Linked DNA regions of Danio rerio: region 2 is linked to region 1. The links are chromatin contacts, called in public HiCAR-type maps. All regions are on one chromosome and are shown on one strand. Each heading gives the region's core, a stretch centred on a gene start, on an enhancer-like site or on the middle of the called end of the contact. The rest is flanking DNA. Distances are from core to core; before and after follow the strand shown. Region 1 holds the start of phf20b (PHD finger protein 20, b). Region 2 holds the start of arhgap46b (Rho GTPase activating protein 46b).

Evidence for each region. HiCAR-type assays count read pairs that join an accessible place to other places.
Region 2: a contact with region 1 is called in a HiCAR-type map of caudal fin, with 7 times the contacts expected there. The contact joins the promoter of arhgap46b here to the promoter of phf20b in region 1. A contact is called at or near these places in 1 of 18 Hi-C or Micro-C datasets (caudal fin) and 2 of 4 datasets of contacts at active chromatin or transcription factors (caudal fin and embryo).

Annotation. Positions count from the first base shown.
Region 1 is chr23:16,577,011-16,580,475 of GRCz12tu, forward strand. phf20b (PHD finger protein 20, b) reads right to left here and starts at 1,795. Exons shown (of 18, transcript NM_001004114.1): 1 at 1,710-1,795.
Region 2 is chr23:16,738,656-16,742,120 of GRCz12tu, forward strand. It overlaps arhgap46b (Rho GTPase activating protein 46b), which reads right to left and starts at 1,733. Exons shown (of 12, transcript XM_073939563.1): 1 at 1,647-1,733. The coding sequence starts at 1,660.

The DNA.
Region 1 (3,465 bases), core at 545-3,044:
ACTAAAAGTTTATACCAAAAACATTATATTAGTATTATTATTAATTTAATTTGCAGTAGTAGGCCTAGTATATAATATACTATAGTGTATATATATATATATATATATATATATATATATATACTATAGTGTATATATATATATATATATATATATATATATATATATATATAGTATTTATCTGATTATCCACAACAGGAAATACTGTGTTTGCTTTTTAACTACCGGTAATAATAATATGTTATATATACTGACCATTAAATTTAACATCATTTTAGCACAGAAGCAAACATTTAACAGTAAGTAAACACCGTTCCCCAATCTCTAAAGTGTATTTTGCCTCTCAGTAGTTTATTTTTAGAATTACTGGACTGAAACGTAATATTATGGAAAGATATGAGGATAAGTTAACGATGACATAATTCTTATTATGTGTGTCCTTTAAGCACTTTTTCCAAGTCTGCTAAAAGAATTGGAGAAAACATTAAGATTTAAGTGGCCAGTTTGAAGAGGGAAAAGGGAAGTGAACATTGTAGCACTAAATACATTTATACATAATCATTGGAACGTTAATAATAAAGAAAAACTCATTACGAACAAACAAATCAAATGCTTGTCATCATCATCATCATCACATAAAAGCGCGTCCGCGTCTTTTAAGTTTCATAATCGCCTCGCGTGCTCATCTAGTGCTGCGCGCGCAACCGCCGGGCTCGTGTCCGTCCTCGTGGATCGACACGTTCCTACAGGACGCATACATTCTCGATACGTCATAATCGCGGGAAACCGGCACATTCGATTAAATCCACGCATTCACCGTCTCCTAATTTCTATCACTTAACGGGCACGCGCGTCGAGAATAGCTGGCACGCTGCGTGACGCAAATGGCGCGCAATACGTTTCCTCCTCGTTGTTTACATTGTCAGGCCAGCGGCTCATCTTCCCATGCCTGTCATAACAAGTCATAATCAGTGCATTGAACAGCCATGACTGAAAATAAACACCAATTTGATAATACATAAGGCAATATCAACGAAAATGAGTGAATTCAGGCGTTTGACTTTTCCTCCACTTCGCAAGCGAAGAAAACGTGGGTGCAACGTTGTCTGCGAACTTGACGTTGCGAACTGACAGAAGCAAACACAGATGCTATGCTAGACGATTTGAATGTAAAGACAATGAGTCGAGCTCTTGAATAAAGTATATTTAATTAGCTTGACATTTTAAATGCCTATTTTGACGTTACATTGTTCAGTTGCCGACAACGGTGCGCAACAACAGCAAAGCGTGTGATTGGTTCGGAGCCTTGTCTGACGCTGCTTGCAGCGCTCTGATAGGGCTTCGCGCCTGTCAATCAAAGCTGACACTCAGCGGCCTCCGCTCGGCCTACTCCTCGCTGCATGGGACTACCATAATGATGAGTCGAACAAAAGTCTTCCAACGGTCCAAGAAGCGCTAAATGTGCATTCATCACGACCTATCAAATAAGCATGACTGTAACTGCCGACAATTTTCATTAATTACCTATTTGACAAAATCACTTCCACGGCTCCCATTACCATCAAACGGGGAACACATGCACGGAGGCAAGTTTCGTTTTAACAGAGTAGCATCATCACATTAAAATGATCAAATTCACAATTCCTACAAACTAACCGCCGGAGACAGCTGCTTATTCGTTTGCAGTATATAAACACAGCCAGCATTACCTCTATTGCAGATGAATGTACTCCGAAACCGAAGAAAGCGAGTCCAAATGCGCCGAGAGTGCATTAAGTCGCATGCTTTGAGAGCGCCTTCATCCACGCAGTTTGTTTTCTCCGGCGCGAGCAGCGAGGCCGGTGTCCACGAGGTGGAGTCTGTCTGCGCAGGCGCGTCCTCTCTGTTTCTCGCACTTTCATAAGCTGTTTGAGTCATTGAGCCTGTTGGAGAGACGCTTTTCACTGTGAGTTTGAGTTATGTGGACTTTCTGAGGAATTCTCTGATTACTATTAGACAACGAGTTAAAGTATGCTATTATTTTTTTACTATAAAATACAAATTAGTAAATTATTACGTTATAGGCTATGTTTTCCCCTTTTGTATAGCGACTACTAAAATACATTCAGGAACAAACTTACTTCCCCCAAATATGATTTTGTTTTTAGTAACCTTACATAATTAGATGCTTTCTTGATCTTAAAGAGACAGTTCACCCAAAACTTAAAATTTCATTTATTTAATCATCATATGTTGACAAATGTTCATTTTGGGGTGAACCATCTATTTAATTTAAAACAAATGACATATTTGAGTGACACACAGCCACTGCTTAGGAAATCACAGCTGAAATTCGGAATTAAGCTTATAGTACTGAGATATTGTAACAGCTTTTTATGTGACACTCTTTTTCCATCAGTAAATTTGTTTATAACTCGTCCCACATTTGCTGAGGCAGACAATGCTCAATATATTATTCTTTAGTCCTTGTGCAGTGTTCAAAATTACCCTTTTGTTATGTTAGGGAGGAAAACATCTAGTAAATTAAACTGCTTTAAAAATGCATCAGATAAATATTTTGTTTAATTTTAATTTTTTTATTTTTTTTGCATAAATCTGTTAATCAACCTCAGTCCTGATAAAAACTATTAAATTGTTTAGAAAATTACAGGAATTATTTAACTATTTAATTGCCAAATTCATAAATGATGTCACTGATTTGGTGAAAAACAAACAAAATGATAAACTTTCAATGTAAAAAGTAATTCTGGACTGAATTTTAAAATCTTTTATCACAGTCTTGGACATGTAAATGATTACTATATATTTTTATAGTTTATGCAACTTATTATTTAGGCATACACTCTCAGAAATAAAGGTACGATAGCTGTCACTGGGGTGGGACCTTTTTAAAAGGTACACATTTGAATTTAAAGGGTCCATATTGATACCTCAAAAGTACCTAAGAAATTTAAGAGAAACACTTTTGTACTTTTTAGGTACTAATATGTACCCCTAAGGTATAAGTATCTTTTAGGTACACATTTGTACCTTTTGAAAAGGTACCACCCCAGTGACATTCTCCTTTATTTCGGAGAATGTATAGTAATGGTTACTATATATGTTAATACATGCTTTATGTAAAAAAAAAAAAAAAAAAAAAAAAAAAAAAAAAAAAAAAAAAACTTCTTGCAGTTTTGTGCAATAGTGAAGAATAGTGAAGACTATTTGCTTTATAAATCCATAATAACTGACAATTAAAGGCTCAATATTAAATGAACAATAATCTTTGCAAACTTATCTAAAATATATATAATTACTGTAAATTTAAACATTGCTGGTGTCAAAATACAACACAAAATTGGATAAAAACAACAATATAATAATATTAACAGTAATTTTATTTTAGATTTTTCATTTGATAAAGTTGAATTTGTGTATCTTAAAATGAATAGAAATAAATAAAGTTGTTTATGCTCTTTATTC
Region 2 (3,465 bases), core at 483-2,982, 160 kb after region 1:
GACTTCAATTTTACATCAGTAAAAAGACTTCAATTATTGGGTGAATAATTGATTAACTTAATAACTTGCTAATGAATTAGTGATTAATCACTTTTTTTTTAAACCACAAAACATGTCTTATGCAAACACATTTAAGCCAGCTCCATAGAAAATTACACAAAAAAAAGTTACAAAAACATTAACAACTATTCTTTATCTTCATTTGCTCATTAATACATAATAAATCCATGGACCACGAATTGTGTGAGCAAATTGGGTCGCATTATCAGACGTTCAGTCTCGGGTCTAACAGTAACTCCATCCATATGGCTTTGTGAATATTTCAATAGTTCAGAAAAGCTGTCAGTGTTTGTCCTGGCTTCAGAGGAGGTCTACCGAGGATATGGCATTGCAACATGATTAATAAAACATGTCAAAATCCATCCTATTAACTCCATAAAAGCCGACACCTGGAAAACGACACTGGACCAGCCTACAACAGCCGCGTCACATCTGTTCATCAATCTGCCCCCTAATCAATCTATCGATGCTCTACACATCTGATCTAATATATATATTAATCATAATACAGAGGCATTTTTGATCATATAGATATCTATTATTGTATTATTATTATCTATTATATATCTATTATTATCATATTATTATAATATGTATACAGGTGTATACATTTTAGCTATCCTGCAGCCATAAATGTTAACCTGAACTACAGTTTGGATTTCGATATGGTTTTGTTCAATATTTGTTTTTTATTTTTGGATGTGATATATACATTTTAATATGGTTTACAAAACAAGGTGGAAGGTGGTTTAGCAGTTATAAAGCTAATTTATCACAATTACAGCATCTTGCTCAATGTCACAAGAGTACAAAGTGTGGATTATGTTGATAATATGCAGCTTTATGCTGACATTTCTACACAAATTCAGGTTTTTTTTCAGACTATATAAAATAACAAAAATAATGAAAGCAGATTCTCTAAAAGAATTATGTTTTACTTATATTTTTGTATGTAGACTTACTTAATATTGAGTTATAGTAACTTGTTTAACTTATTTAATAAGATTCTGTCATTATAGAGTTGATGATTATAGCATTTTAAAACAACATTGCGCAATCAAGTTTAATTTTTATACACTTAATATGTAAATAATTTTAATAAGATAATGGCATAACAGGGTTGACAATTGACAAGTTTAATAAAATATAAAAAAATAAAATGAAAATTTAACAGAAAAAAATCATAGTTTAAAATAAGTACATTTTAATTTTTGATTTTTTAAAATGCCAGGGATGCTGTCAGTTGTGCATTTGTCAAGTTATTATTTACTTGTTAATGACTAAACAAAAGACTTCCAGATCTTAAGTTAGTTTATCAATCAAATAAATCAAACAAACCACTTTAAAATCGGACAGCAACTTCACAACCAGCTTTCAGTGAACTTTGACCGTGCAAACATTTGTGCGAACATCACAACCCGTCCACAGCACTTCATAAACACAACAGTATCACCTGCATTGCATTTCATCAAAACATCCTAATAATGTGACACCAGGACCCTCGTAACAACCAACAAACATAGTTTGATGTTTAAAGCTCCTCTCGCGACTCAGAGCTGAATTGAACGTTTATCCCCAACTCTTACCTTCTGTCAGCCATGTTCCTCACATTGTTTGTAGTAACGAGAGTGAAAACGGAGAGATGTGTCCTCTGGCAGTAACAGGCTGTGAATGTGGGCTTCAGGCTTTCTGTCCCGCTGGAGAGTTGGGGCAGACAGTAGAGAGTAGGTTATTATTCCTCCGCCCTCCAGTAACCTGAGCTCTGCTGCAGCCTGCTGGACTTTCGCCGGGATGAATGAGCGCAGTTTGGGGAAAAGCGTCCTCTGCTGGACAGTTTGCAACGAGTACTGTAAGCATACATAGCTACATTACCGCAAGTATGGCAAGCTGTGATGTTATTGTTTAAATAAATCTACAACTAATTTTATTACCTGCTAATATTTTTCCACTATGTTCTTCTAGTACTTATTCGTTGACACATTCACATCTAGAACTCATTCCTCATTCCTTTGGCTTAGTCCCTTTATTCGTCAGAAGTCGCCACAGCGGAATGAACCACCAACTTATTCAGCATGTTTTACTCAGGGGATGACCTTCCAGCTGCAACTAAGTACTGGGAAACATCCATACACACACATTTACACACATTCACACACATACACTACGGCCAATTTAGTTTATTTAATTCACAAGAGCATGTCTTTGGACTGTGGGGGAAAATGGAAATGGTGCTAACCATTGAGCCACCGTGTCCTGGAACTCATTTATGTTATTTTACTATGTTATGCTACTTTACATTTAACAATGACTAGGCCATACAGAGTGGAATAAAAATGTATATCTTGCTTAATATAAAAGAATACACCTCACTCAAAAATTACTTTTGCTGTTTGTTTAAACTACTTATATAAATGAGTTGAAATCACACAATTCTTACGTTTCTGGAACAACTTAATTGTTTTAGGTTCAATCAACTTAAATTTGTAAGAACAATGAAGTTAACTCAATCCATTTGTGTTGGGAAAACATGAAGGAATTGTGTGGAATCCAGCATTTCTTACAGTGCTCCAATTTGCATACATAATTATTGGAAGTGTCAAAGTTAGTCTTTCATCTCAAAACAAATATGGATATCCACTTTGTTTATATAGCATATCTCTGAAGACTAACGGCACAATAAAACAATCAATAGTCCGTTCACAAGACATGAGAGAATAAGACGTATTGTTAAAAATTGTTAAAATAAAAAAAGTTATTTATTTAACCCAATGGTTCAGTTTAAAATATTTGGTGCTATTGGGTTATTCTTAACCTATTATTGTGTAATTTATTAATTACTCAACCACTTTGGTTAAACACTCAATATATATATATATATATATATATATATATATATATATATATATATATATATATATATATATATATATATATATATATATATATATATATATATATATATATATATATATATATATATTTGTTAACTTTTTTCGATTTGTGTTGGGACAACATGAATAAAGTTTGTGGAACCCTGCAATTTTTTTTTTTTTTACAGTGAATGGTGCTTTGTTGGGTTATTTTTTATCATTTTTTGGGTTATATATGTAAAGTTAATTTCATAACCCAATGTATTGTTGTGGACCCATAACTGGGAAGGTGCTATAAAAATCTTTAGTTGGGATATATTTTAGGGTATTGTTAACCCTTTTAACTGAGCAGTTATTTCTAATAAGATAACAAATCAAATGTGAAAGATAATCAAACATATTATTTCATAGCTCTGAAAATAATCAACTGGCTCTTGGTGCAATAATTAATGTTTTAAAAATAATTTTAAAACAAATATCACAGTCAAACTATGGTCACTGTAGCAAAATCATGTTGAATTTGTGGATTAACCAT